Linked DNA regions of Zea mays: region 2 is linked to region 1. The links are chromatin contacts, called in public Hi-C maps. All regions are on one chromosome and are shown on one strand. The core of a region is the stretch at or near the end of the contact, and the rest is flanking DNA. Distances in the headings are between cores, read along the strand shown. Region 1 holds the start of LOC100193935. Region 2 holds the start of LOC101027212.

The links. A called contact is a pair of places that touch in the nucleus more often than the background predicts.
Region 2: a Hi-C map of leaf mesophyll shows a contact between it and region 1, with 2.9 times the contacts expected there. The contact joins the promoter of LOC101027212 here to the promoter of LOC100193935 in region 1. A contact is called at or near these places in 3 of 25 Hi-C or Micro-C datasets (ear, leaf and leaf mesophyll).

What each region holds. Positions count from the first base shown.
Region 1 is chr5:35,522,368-35,528,865 of Zm-B73-REFERENCE-NAM-5.0, reverse strand. It overlaps LOC100193935, which reads left to right and starts at 3,122. Exons shown (of 7, transcript NM_001139005.1): 1 at 3,122-3,340; 2 at 3,437-3,494; 3 at 3,583-3,687. The coding sequence starts at 3,213.
Region 2 is chr5:35,728,088-35,734,585 of Zm-B73-REFERENCE-NAM-5.0, reverse strand. LOC101027212 reads right to left here and starts at 3,141. Exons shown (of 6, transcript XR_002262229.2): 1 at 2,795-3,141; 2 at 1,807-2,239; 3 at 1,552-1,724; 4 at 1,228-1,449; 5 at 687-761. LOC111589465 (small nucleolar RNA snoR2/U65) reads right to left here and starts at 2,411; the gene lies at 2,261-2,411. It also overlaps the pseudogene LOC103628133.

The DNA.
Region 1 (6,498 bases), core at 1,873-4,372:
GCGGTTAGGCTCTAATGAAGCACCGGGCTCTGATACCAATTGATAGTCGCCTAGAGGGGGGGTGAATAGGGCGAAACTGAAATTTACAAATATAAACACAACTACAACCCGGGTTAGCGTTAGAAATATAAACGAGTCCGCGAGAGAGGGCGCAAAACAAATCGCAAGCAAATAACGAAGTGAGACACACGGATTTGTTTTACCGAGGTTCGGTTCTTGCAAACCTACTCCCCGTTGAGGAGGCCACAAAGGCCGGGTCTCTTTCAACCCTTCCCTCTCTCAAACGATCCACGGATCGAGTGAGCTTTCTCTTCTCAATCACTTGGAACACAAAGTTCCCACAAGGATCACCACAAGATTGGTGTCTCTTGCCTCAATTACAAGTGAGTTTGATTGCAAAGAAGGGATCAAGAAAGAAGAAAGCAATCCAAGCGCAAGAGCTCGAAAGAACACAAGCAAATCACTCTCTCTAATCACTATGGCGTTGTGTGGAGTTTGGAGAGGATTTGATCTCTTTGGTGTGTCTTGAATTGAATGCTAGAGCTCTTGTAGTAGTTGAGAAGTGGAAAACTTGGATGCAATGAATGGTGGGGTGGTTGGGGTATTTATAGCCCCAACCACCAAAAGTGGCCGTTGGAAGGCTGTCTGTTCGATGGCGCACCGGACAGTCCGGTGCCCCCTGCCACGTCATCACTGCCGTTGGATTCTGACCGTTGGAGCTTCTGACTTGTGGGCCCGCCTGGGTGTCCGGTGCACACCGGACAACTACTGTTCCTTGTCCGGTGTGCCAGTATGGGCACGCCTGCCATCTGCGCGCGCTGCGTGCGCATTTATTGCACCGCAGAGAGCCGTTGGCGCGGAGGTAGCCGTTGCTCCGGAGACGCACCGGACAGTCCGGTGCACACCGGACAGTCCGGTGAATTATAGTGGACTAGCCGTTGGAGTTTCCCGAAGCTGGCGAGTTCCTGAGGCCGACCACCCTTGGCGCACCGGACACTGTCCGGTGTACACCGGACAGTCCGGTGAATTATAGCCGAGTCGCCTCAGGGAATTCCCGAAGGTAGCGAGTTTGAGTCTGAGTCCCCCTGGTGCACCGGACATGTCCGGTGGCGCACCGGACAGTCCGGTGCGCCAGACCAGGGGTGCCTTCGGTTGCCCCTTTGCTCCTTTGTTGAATCCAAAACTGGGTCTTTTTATTGGCTAAGTGTGAACCTTTTACACCTGTGTAATCTATACACTTGGGCAAACTAGTTAGTCCAATTATTTGTGTTGGGCAATTCAACCACCAAAATTATTTACGAACTAGGTGTAAGCCTAATTCCCTTTCACTTAGTGCCTAGCAACCTTACCTGAAAGATTGGCAAGAGGGGGAGCGGTAGGTGCTGGCAGCCCACGTTAACATGGGGTCGTATTCTTGGCTAAGGTACTTCACCCAGGGGGCCACCACCATCGTCTTAGAAACCTTAGCGGGTTGCTTTGTATTAAGTGTGTTTTGTGAAAACCTCATAATGGATCCCTAGCCATTCACCTCGGCAGTGTCTAAGGGTCCGATCAACCCGGGCTAGATGGGATACATGGCTTGTGGGTAAAGTTGTACCACCTCTGCAGAGTGTAAAACTGATATATCAGCCGTGCTCCCGGTTATGAGCGACCTGGACTCCTCACATGATAATTGAACTTAAAGATGGACATAAATTGAGATCCGATGATCTGCCAATAATTTGCTTAAGTGGTTTTCACTTAAGTGTTTTTGCTAGATTCATATTCCTTTGTTTAAATGGGATATGTGGGATTCACACTTATTAGTAAGACAGGTGTTGTTAATAAAATGTTGACCAATTAAAATGCTTACTGCTCAACCTTAGCCTCACCTTGTTATACCTGCATTAGTTTTTCCCCCACTTGCTGAGCCCCGACCATAAGTGAGCTCACCCTTGCTAATATTTTGATCAGAGGGTGATGCTGGAGACTTTGATGGAGATTTTATCGACGACGATGAATACTAAGTCTAACGATGCGCCGGTCATCTTCCTGTGGGAGATTGCCCAGTTGTTTATTTCCGCTTTACTTTGATGTGATACTTGTTAAAGATACAATGTTTCAGATGATGTAATAAAGTATTATACTCTCTTTACGCCTTTATTGCATTGTCTTTTGATATATTACACTTGTGATGTCAACATATGTGTGGAAAAGGATCCTGGCACACATATGGTATGCGCTCGGTTCTACCCCTAGAACCGGGTGTGACAATAGGACACGCTTAACAAGACACTACAATTCCTATTTACTGTTTTGTTGTGCATCTGTGTTCCTCATCTCGAGTGTTTGGACTCGCCTGATCACACGTGTCAGCTAAGTCTCGATAGAGCGAGAATACGAAACCTACATCAAATAAGGAGTTGGTGGGTGACAAATATTTATGCCGCAAATAGATATTTTCAAGTTTGGGAGCACCGATAAAAAACAGTTGAGTGCTGTTTTTTTCTTTTTCTCTAAGACTAGTTTAGCAACACTCTTTTTCAAAGAATTTTTTATTTTATTAAGAAAAATAAGTTTATTTTTTCTTGATAAAATTAGAATCTCTTAAAAAATAGGGTTGCCAAACTAGCCATAAAATAAAGATTAAAATTAAGGTTTTAAAGAGCTATGGAAATGCTCTATAAGAGCAACTCCAATAGTTATGTAAATTTTAGCTCTCTAAATCATAGATTTAAGAAGTTGCTAAATGTCTTTTGAAGTAAAAAATATAAGTTCTCCAATAGTTCTCTAAATATAGGTTGTAATTTTGTTTTGTATTTATCCACATAAAAAACAAGTCACAAAAACTATATAATGCAGTCAATATTTTTGTTTAGGGATTTGTTAAATGGTTGCTAAATGTAGAGAGAAAATGAGGTTAGATGACAAGTTGTTAAATTTAAAAAGTTCGTTTAGAGAACTGTTGGAGAATAGTTTTCATGTAACTACCTAAATTATTGATTTAGAAAGTCTTTTAGAGAACTACTGGAGTTGCTCTAACGGTCTAACCTGTCCCTTTTCATCTAGTCACCCTCTCCATTCTTCGTTCGGATCCACGTATTGCCGGACCCGCTGTCAGAGTCTGACATCGCTTGGGCGTCTGGACGGTCAACGTTAACCCCACGCACGCTTCTTCTCCCCCAGTTCAAGTGCCACACCGGCCGCTCGTCGCCTTCCCATCTCGCCGCGCCATGGATTTCTGCAGCCACCTCCGTCTCGCGGCTGTGCTCGCGCTCCTCACCGGATGCGCTTCTGCGGCGAGCCGGGGCGCTGGTTCCTTCGACCCATCCCGCGTGGTTCAACTCTCTTGGCGCCCCAGGTGGCGATCTGATCTCCCTCCCACTCTGCTCTCTCCTTCGCCAAACCCTAGGTCACGCGGGAGTTTGATGGCTGTGTGATTTCGTATGTCTATTAGGGCGTTCTTGCACAAGGGTTTCCTGTTGGATGCGGAGTGCGACCACCTCATCGCGCTGGTGAGTGCCCGAGGCTGGGTGGATTGGCTTGTGATGTATGCTTTGATTCGTTGGTTAGTTGGTTGATTCGGTGTTTGATTGGTTGAAGGCCAAGGACAAGCTGGAGAAGTCTATGGTGGCGGACAACAAGTCCGGTAAGAGTGTCCAGAGTGAGGTGCGCACCAGTTCCGGCATGTTCCTCGAGAAGAAGCAGGTGAGCATACGGCACTACGGTCGATTTCACTTTCTTTCCATCGTCATCTTCTGGGTTCGAATGGTTCGGAGATGGAAAGGAGTATCATGTAGAATCTTTGCCTGTGTACGGACTAATGGAAGGTAATGCTTGTACATTCATGGTGGTCTCCACAAGCAATTGAAATTTGTTAAACTGTTAAGGGCTAGTTTGGGAAGCCAATTTTTCCATGTGATTTTCATTTTACCAAGGGAAATTAGTTTTTCCCTTGGAAAAATAGGAATCCCTTAGGAAAATGTAGTTCCCAAACTAGCCCTAAGCAACAATTGCAACTTACTATGGGTATTGCAATCCTGAAATGAGAGGAAAATTTATTAGCTTGAATTACTGATAGTTCTAGATGGTTCTTAGGTTAATATTCCCTCCGTTCTTTTTTATTTGTCGCGTTTTAGTTCAAAAATGAACTAGCGGGTGATAAATATTCGAGAACCGAGGTACTTAACAGTGGTGATGGGTTAATGCTTTCATGCAATTAAATATTTGATGCTATAGCTCTTTTGTTGAAATTTCTGAAGTTTGATTGTTTCTTTGTGGGCTCTGCTGCAGCTAGCATGACTAAGTTCGGTTTTATACTTTTGGCGCTCGTACATAATTTTCATGTTGGGTTTCACTATCTATAACCAATAACTTCAACGATTAACTTCTTTTTAGAAAAACATTAAGATATAGTGATCCATTGAACACTGATGTTTGTAATTATCTGTACAAAAATGATACTAATTTACTGCCTAGAGCTTTTTATATGCTTTGTGATTTAAGGTCAACAAAATTGATTCATTCCTCTTTATTAAAAGTTTGTTTGTTTTACTGGCTTATTAATTATCTTGCTCTATTTTTTTTCTTGGACGCTGCACATCATTATATTAAGAAGGAAAAGAGAGTCCAAAGTGGACATTTACAAAACCACTTAATTATCTTGCTCTATGAAATTACCTGATTCAAATATGCATCTTAGATGTGAAACGTAGGACCATATGATCTCATATTTACACAAAACCACTAATAGTTATTCGTTCCCTGGGTTCCATCTTCACAAAATTTGTATCCTTTTTTTGGGGGTGCACATTTGATGCCATGTAGGTGCCAAAACAGGACACTAAATATTGCATGACTATGCAATATAACATTGTAATCTTGTACTGCATCTGTGATATTTTTAAGTTTCACGTTTTTAGAATAGTGCATCATGCACTTCTCACAATTATTTCTACAAATGGAGCATTGTACCTTAAACATATGGAAGGAAACTTGAATTTTATCGGGTGGCATAGAATGTTCTTATTTGCTTTCCACATTGTCCCCACACAAAATTTGGCTTGTCTCTTCAATAGACTTGAGTTTTGGTAGGACTGTTGTCCCTTGATAAGTTGATATTTTGGGTAATATGATGGATTTTGTCCTATGCCATCTTTGTTCTTTGAGTTTAATTGCCGAATTCGTTGTGCTAGACTGTATAAGATTTAAAATACCATGTTTGTATTGATGTACTGTTCTGCTGTAGTTTGTTTGATGGCATTTTGTCTTTGTTTTGTACATTATCTTTATTGGGTTATGGTTCAATGTCTGAGTTGTCCATGAAGTTCTGGCTTGTTTATGGATAGCTTTGTGTATGCTTGTTTCTGGCCTCCATAAGGAGTGCTTGTACTTGGGTCATTATGGCCCTTTATTTTCCCTCTACTTTAATATATGGGTGCGCAGTCCTCCTGCGCTCTTTCGAGAAAAAAAAGGATTTGGTCACAATCCCCTTTCACATATATGCATGGTCAACAACTCAACATGTGTTGTTGATCAACTTATTTGGTTACTATATGGCCCTATTTGACACAGCTCCTGCTCTGAAATGCATGAAGGATTTAGAGTTTTGGGTTTTCAGGATAAAATAGAAGGATTAGACATATGTGTTTAATCCAAAATAATACAATATTGTTTAATTTAAACCTTTAGCATGTCCTTAGCTCCAACTCCAAGATTTTCCGGAGCTAGGAATGACCAGCTCCAAATAGTCTTTGAGCTGGAGCTGTGCAAAAGAGACCCTATATGTGTGCATTATCATCTCATTTGAGGAAACCTGTTCGAGCTGTTGCTGAGTCATGTTCCACCTATGGGCATCAGTGTCTTAGCTCCATTCATCTCATGCATCTTACTGTGATAGTTTAGGACTTCCCAGTTGAACATGAGCTATCCCCCTAGGTTCAGAACATCATACACTTCTGTCTCGTGTCATGTGTATTAGTTAGATGGCCCTGAACCAGAGCAGCATGCTAATTGCTGATGACTGGTGGCCCACACAACATGGGCAGGGATAGATGATAAAATAGGACAGACCCAGTGCTGGTGGCTTCCACATGGGTGAGGTCTAGGGAAGGAATAATCGAGGCAAGTCTCAACCCTGCATTTTTATGGAGAGGCTGCGTCGAACCCAGGACCTTTGGCTCAAATACTAGATGGGATATACTAGAAATATTTCTTGATCATCGCATAGAGGTACAATCCTTATATAGATGAGATGACTGGACTTTTAATTAGTTAGTTAACCTCTATAATTAAGGAGAGTAACAATCCATTTCAGCTATAGCTGCGTTAAAAGTATTAGGCTCAAAAATTATGGTGACTGGTGAGTGACTAAGTCTGAGTTTGATGACCATAGGATGCACAGATTTGGGAATTCTTTTTTTTTAAATAACGGCAGGAGCTCTGCCTTTCAATTAAGAAGAAGAATAGAATTGATCTAGTTTTAAGGAAAATTGGGCCCGAAACCTTGTACAAACAGCT
Region 2 (6,498 bases), core at 1,892-4,391, 210 kb before region 1:
ACAAAATGCATATTGCAACAAAGATTTACAATTTGAACATCAAAATCAAATCAAAACTGATTACAACATTGATAGCCTGGATATCTATTCTCCATGTAAAAAAGATCCGCAAAAGGAAAGACAAAATGTAAGAACTAGAGTCAAACAACAATCCACTTCTAACATCGAAAATTGTGTTCATCAGCGAACTAACGGCCTTTGGTCATGAGCATTCAGATTATTAATATAACGACTAAAAATCAGTGGAACTACTGATTAAGTCTAGTATAGCACAGATAAATTGCAGAAAAATCATAAGCATACCCAGGAAACAATGATCACAAAGTCAGGTCTACCAAACTATATAGCAGTAATTATATGCATGTCTCATTAGCACGTACAGGTTTAGTTAAAATTACTCAAATAAATTCCAAGTATCAGAATATTATGTTGCATTCTTTCAGCATTAGAAGATCAAAAATATCCAATCATGCGAGAGCAATGTTTTCTCACCACCATCTGTTTCTCAATTTTAGATACAATATAACAAATTATGTTTCAAGTATATTTGCCAAGTAAAGACATTTTTTGACCTCATCATCTTTCACTTTCTTTCACAGCAACAGCCCGGATGCACTCTTTCAGTTTGGAACATCACAAAAAAGAATCTTGACTACAAATATTTTAATGAGAGAATCTTGACTCACCTTTACGTGTTAATGTAGTTGTATTAACACCAATTACATGGTCATAAGAGTCAATAAGTGGACCTCTTGAGTTACCTGGAAATAAGAAAAAAATGTAAATATTGAATGCAGTGGAACTTATATGCATGCTACTGCTCGGCACTCATATTCAGCTAACACATGTGGTCAGACTAACCACCAAACATTCTTCACACAATGACACAACCCAATACATTGTAAACCATGCAGATAGGATTAAAACTAATATTTGATTATATAACTATAAGAGGAAGGATGGCATTTATGATTAAATAATACAATACAACTTAAGGGAGCTCAAGTGAATCAAACGAATGAAAAAGCTTCAGTTAGAAAATTCAATGACAAAAAATCAATTCATTTCACAAGGGACGCACAGGTCCATGGCACCACCACAAACATCTATTTCCAAATAAAATGCCATGCTTAATTGATATTGGTTCGATGTTAAAATGAAATCCTTGAAAGCATCCCTCAGCAGGAAAGGTGTGGACGGTAAAATGAATGGTTGTGGTGAAGATACCTGTCCATTGTATGGTCACTAACTTTATCGTGACAGAATATGCAAGTGAATAGCTTATTGCAGCATGCAGCAACAAGCTTGCAGTTTCTTTTGTAATGCTCACAGCCAAATATTTGTTTCCCTGGGTCTCGGTACGAAGGAACACATCCAGGTCGTCGTGTACATCCATTATGTCCTTCGACGCTTGGTTGTGGTGATTTCTGCTGAGCAGCTATCCAACGGCTAAAATTTACAAATTTAAAACACATATAATACAGACTTATTTTATGTATTCTTAAGGGGAGATAACAGTCAACTTATTTACTTTATTTTTAGATAACAAACCTGGTCATGAGATTTTGGATCAGATAGGCCTTCCTCCTTGGATCAAGAGTAGAATCTCGAGAGACCTTTTCGAATCTCAGCCTCGAGCTCACTCTGATTCATTCGAAAAATGTCCTTCCAACCAGGCCTAAACATCTGGTCATTTTGTTCAAGATTCTCTTGAAAATGACTTTCTACAAGGCCAAATAAAAATATCTCAATGACATAGAAATCTCGTCCACCATTCTAGAGGATAGAAAAACCAACTGAACAAACCTTCTGAAAGAGTAGAAGCCTTGTCTGATGTGCGAAGAGATAATTTTCTCCTTTATGTTCAAGAGAATATGTCCCTGCGACATTTTTCACTCGAATGTCAAGTGCTGGAAAAATAACCTGCAAACATCAACAGAAAAATCTTATACCACAAATGTTCTGTGCATCACGACGGGCTTACAGTTGGCCAATAAATTTCCACAAATATACCAATATATGGGCATTTCAGAAATTAATATATCTATGATAAAAACATGTAGCTATACAAGGTCCATGCTTTGAACAATTGGTATAATAGGCCCAGCATTTCCCTGTATGGCCAACAGTAGTTGTAACTGCATGTTGCAGTGCTTGAAGATGTCAGCCACCTCCAAGTCGCTCTCTGCACATCGAATCTAGGTCCACCAAATCCACCTCTCCTGCCTGCACCAACCATCTGGTAATTCACAATCAGATCAAATCTAGTACCTAAACAATCGAGTTGCAACCTAATAAGTGCTAGTATGATACAGAGATAAAGAAGCAGAAACAACTTTGTATCGGCCTAATCATAGCATCTTTTGTCAAAGCTTGTAGGTTTGTAGCTACCAGAGATGTGGCATCAGGCCAAACCGCTTGGGTGCTCGGTGGCTTAACACAGAAGAAAGGGAGGAAGGACCGAAGGGGAGAGACTTAACCGGTGGTGGGTGCTCGTTGCCTGCCAACAAATTCCAGTAAGAACCGATTGGACCAAGGATGAAACATGGCATTCACTTGATCTGGATTTTGAGGTGGAACTTGAGATCTGGTGACTGGGTACGAGGTGGGCGGCCACCGTATGCCTCAAGACAGTAGCCGTCGGGCCGAGGAACATGCCGAGGTGCGCGACCAAGGGCGGGATGCGCAGGGGCAGAAGCAGAAGTCCTTCACGCCGGAGCAGGGCTAGGCGACAGTCTGCACATCTGGTACACGAGCTAGAGCGTCGGGAATTAGAGCAGCAAGGGATGCATACCGGTGCGTGCACCCGTCAGCCGTGGCCCATGGAGGAGCACTGGCGACCGGGCGGTGGAGCACTGTAGGCCAGAGAGGGAAGGTTGGAGCCGGTGAACCGCCATGGCGCCGCCGAGCCGTCAGCTTAGTCGTGGAGGTGGATTCTTGGAGGTGCGGTGGAGGAGAGGAACCGAGCCACCGCCCGCCACCAACGTGAATGCTCCTAGGCGGCGAGCGCGTGAGAATTGGGCCGGCCGGTTAGTGTTTGTTTTGGGGGAATAATATATCCTAGATTTTAGGTGACAGTTTAGGGTGAATGGATGGAAAAAATGTACGTACAAGCGTGGGGGATTACGGTTGGGTTGTCCGGTTGTGGTTTGGGCTGAACCGAAATCGACTTTTCGGATCAAGGCTCTCCACAGTTATATAGAGCTCAGGGCTCTTAATATAAATATATATATATATATATATATACTAGGTGGTTGCCCGTGCGTTGCAACGGAAACATAAAATACTACGATAACTTATGTAGAAATATGTGGTGTTTGCATACGGTATGTACATAATTTTTTTCATATAAGGACCGCGTGCCGCGTCACGTTCAACAACGCATCAGCAGAGAGTGTGCTAAAAAGGAGTCAGTCTCGTAGGTCGAGTGAGATATGGCGTCGGAGATGAGCAAGAACGTGAAGGCCCTCGACGAGCAGGAGGTCACCTCGCAGCACTCGCGCGCCCAGACCAGCGATGCCGCCGAGGAGCAACGGCAGCAGCAGGCGGTGGATCCGCTGGCGCGGCAGTCGTCCATCATGTCGCTGACGCTGGAGGAGCTGCAGAACTCGCTGTGTGAGCCGGGTCGCAACTTTGGGTCCATGAACATGGACGAGTTCATGGCCAACATATGGAACGCCGAGGAGTTCCAGGCCGCCACGGCCGGCTGCAACAAGGAGGGCGCGTATCGGGAGCCGGTGCCCGTGGCGACGACGACGGGCACAGGTGAGAACGAAGGAGGAGGAGGAGGAGGAGGGAGGGGACTGGTTCGGTAGGGTCGTTCGCGCTGCCGCTGCCGCCGCCGCCGTCCCGGAAGACGGTGGAGGAGGTCTGGGACGAGATCAGCCAGGGCCCAGCGGACTTCCAGGCTAGCGCGGCGCCGCAACCCATGGGGGAGGCGAGGCGAGGTGTGGGTGGCCCATTGACTCACACATCTGCGAGGTGGAGGCGGGTGTCTTGTGGGGCCAGCATGTCAGTTAGAGATAGGCGGGGGTATGGCCGCGCCAGGGCGCCCACGCTCCACTCTTATTTAGTAGTAGGATATATATATATACTAGCTGAATGCCCGTGCGTTGCAACGGAAATATATAATATCAGTATACTACGATAACTTATATACAAAATGTTTGTTATACCGTTATGAGAAAATGTTTCATAATCAGTTTGTGATTCTAGCCATACATAACTTTTGTTATTTATAATCTATCTGTTTCACCACTACATTGCAACCATCATTATCATGCAAACTTCGATATATGTCACGATTTGTATGGTCTCATCATTGGAGAGCATGTTCCACACATACCGGAAGAAATTCCCTCGTACATCGTTAGTCATCAGACATGTACCACCATACGCTTTTGCTTAAACAAAAAGGCAAGTGTGTGTTTGCGAAGAGAATTAAAGGCAAGCCGGCACAAAAGCTACCCCAACGGTGGCGAGGATGACGAACTGGTCATTGTTGTCGGTCCTCTTCTGCGTCACCTCTGGCGCCAAGATGACGCCACAATCCTCGATATAGTAGTCGTCGAACGCGCGCGACATACCGAGTACTGATGACTCTTGGCTGGGCTGTAAAACGAAGTGCACCCCAGGCTCATCAGCAAGGTAGTACCCCTGGCCGTTGCACCACCGGATGCGCTACTCCTCTACATACATCGTGTTCGAGGACACTCATACAACGTTAGCAACGACCATCGTCTCAGCGCACAAGAATTTATGGCCAGTTAGTAGCGACTTACGTGGCAGGTTGGGCTTCAGGTGGACGATGAGCTGGATGACGTGATGGCGTCGTTGTCGAATGCGGTGCCCAGAACAACCTGAGAGTCGCCGACGTTGGCGACGACCATGAGGTCCCCCTTCTTGACGATGGACAGCGTGGAGCAGCCGCTCTGCACCGCGTCCAAGCGGCGGCTGCGCTGGAGCTTGTCGTACATAGCGGCACATGCGGCCACGTAGGACTGTTTCTAGAGGTCGAACTGGCAGTCGCCAAGTTTCTTCTTGTCGTCGATGAGTGACCCCAACACGAGTGCCTCCTGCTAATTGTGTTTGTTCGGGGTTTTCAAGTAAGAAACATGGATTCATGTTTGGCGTTGGTTTATAAAAATGACTCACAAGTCAGATCCATGGGAAAAACATTACGAAGAATAAATGTCACACATGCAAAAAAGGAATTTAAGTTGAAAACATCATTCAAACAAAAGAAATTGCATGCAAGGCTCTTCTTTAAATACTACTCCCTCCGTCCAAAAATATAATTCAAGAATCTCGGTGATACTTATCTACTACTACACATTATGCAAGGGTAGTAGGTGGGCTTGGGGAGAGATATAGTATATGTGTTTTCTGTTATAGATGTAGATATAAACACACATGTGGTGTAGTGGTAGCTACTCCTAGCATTTGCTTGAGAGGTTACGGGTTCGAATCCCCTTGGGTCCGTATTTTTTTAATTTTAGCTAGGCTTCGGCTGTACGGGGGAATGAGAATGGGAATGGGCTTTGCGGGGAGGGGGAATGAGAATGATAGATATAGAATGGTGGCAGAACATGGGAATGGACTGTGCGCGGGGAGAAGTGAAAGGAAAATGTGCCCTTGGGCCATTTCTAAGTATTTTGGTGATTAAGTGTCCAACACAAATGGTTATGTGTTAAACTATCCCAAATGGTGGACAAGGTGCAAATCAATACAAAGGTATGATTCTAGACTTAGTACATTGGTTTTTGTGTACTAACATATTTGTCTAAGTGCTAGAATCAGAGAAAAGACAAATGGAAAAGACTTGGCTCGAGCAGCCAAGACTCTGCTCAGTCTGGGTGCACCGGACTGTCCGGTGGTGCACCAGACAGTGTCCGGTGCGCCAGGCTGGTGTTGGTCAACTGGCCGCTCTCGGGAACTCGACGGCGGCGTACGGCTAAAAATCACCGGACTGTCCGGTGGTGCACCGGACTGTCCGGTGAGTCAAGGGTTGGCCGAGCCAACGGTCGGCCGCGCAATCCGGGCGTGACGCGTGGCCGGGCCAACGGTCTGAAGGGGCACCGGACTGTCCGGTGCGCCAACGGCTCCAAATCACCAACGGTCGGCTGCGCCAAAACAGGAAAGAAATCTGCACCGGACAGTGTCCGGTGGTGCACCGGACTGTCCGGTGCACCAGTCAACAGAAGGCAAGATTTGCCTTCCTGGATTGCTCTCAACGGCTCCTAGCTGCCTTGGGGCTATAAAAGGGACCCCTAGGCGCATGGAGGAGAACACCAAGCATACTTTTAGCATTCTTGATCATTCACACTTCGTCTTTGCGCACTCATTTGACATTCTTAGTGATTTGAGCTCCGTTCTAGTGAGAACTTTGTGATATTCATTTGAGCTCAAGTCTTGGCCGTGTGTGTGTGCGTATTGCTGTGGACTTGTGTGTGTTGCTCATCTCATCCTTACTTTCGTGTTCATTTGTGATCATCTTTT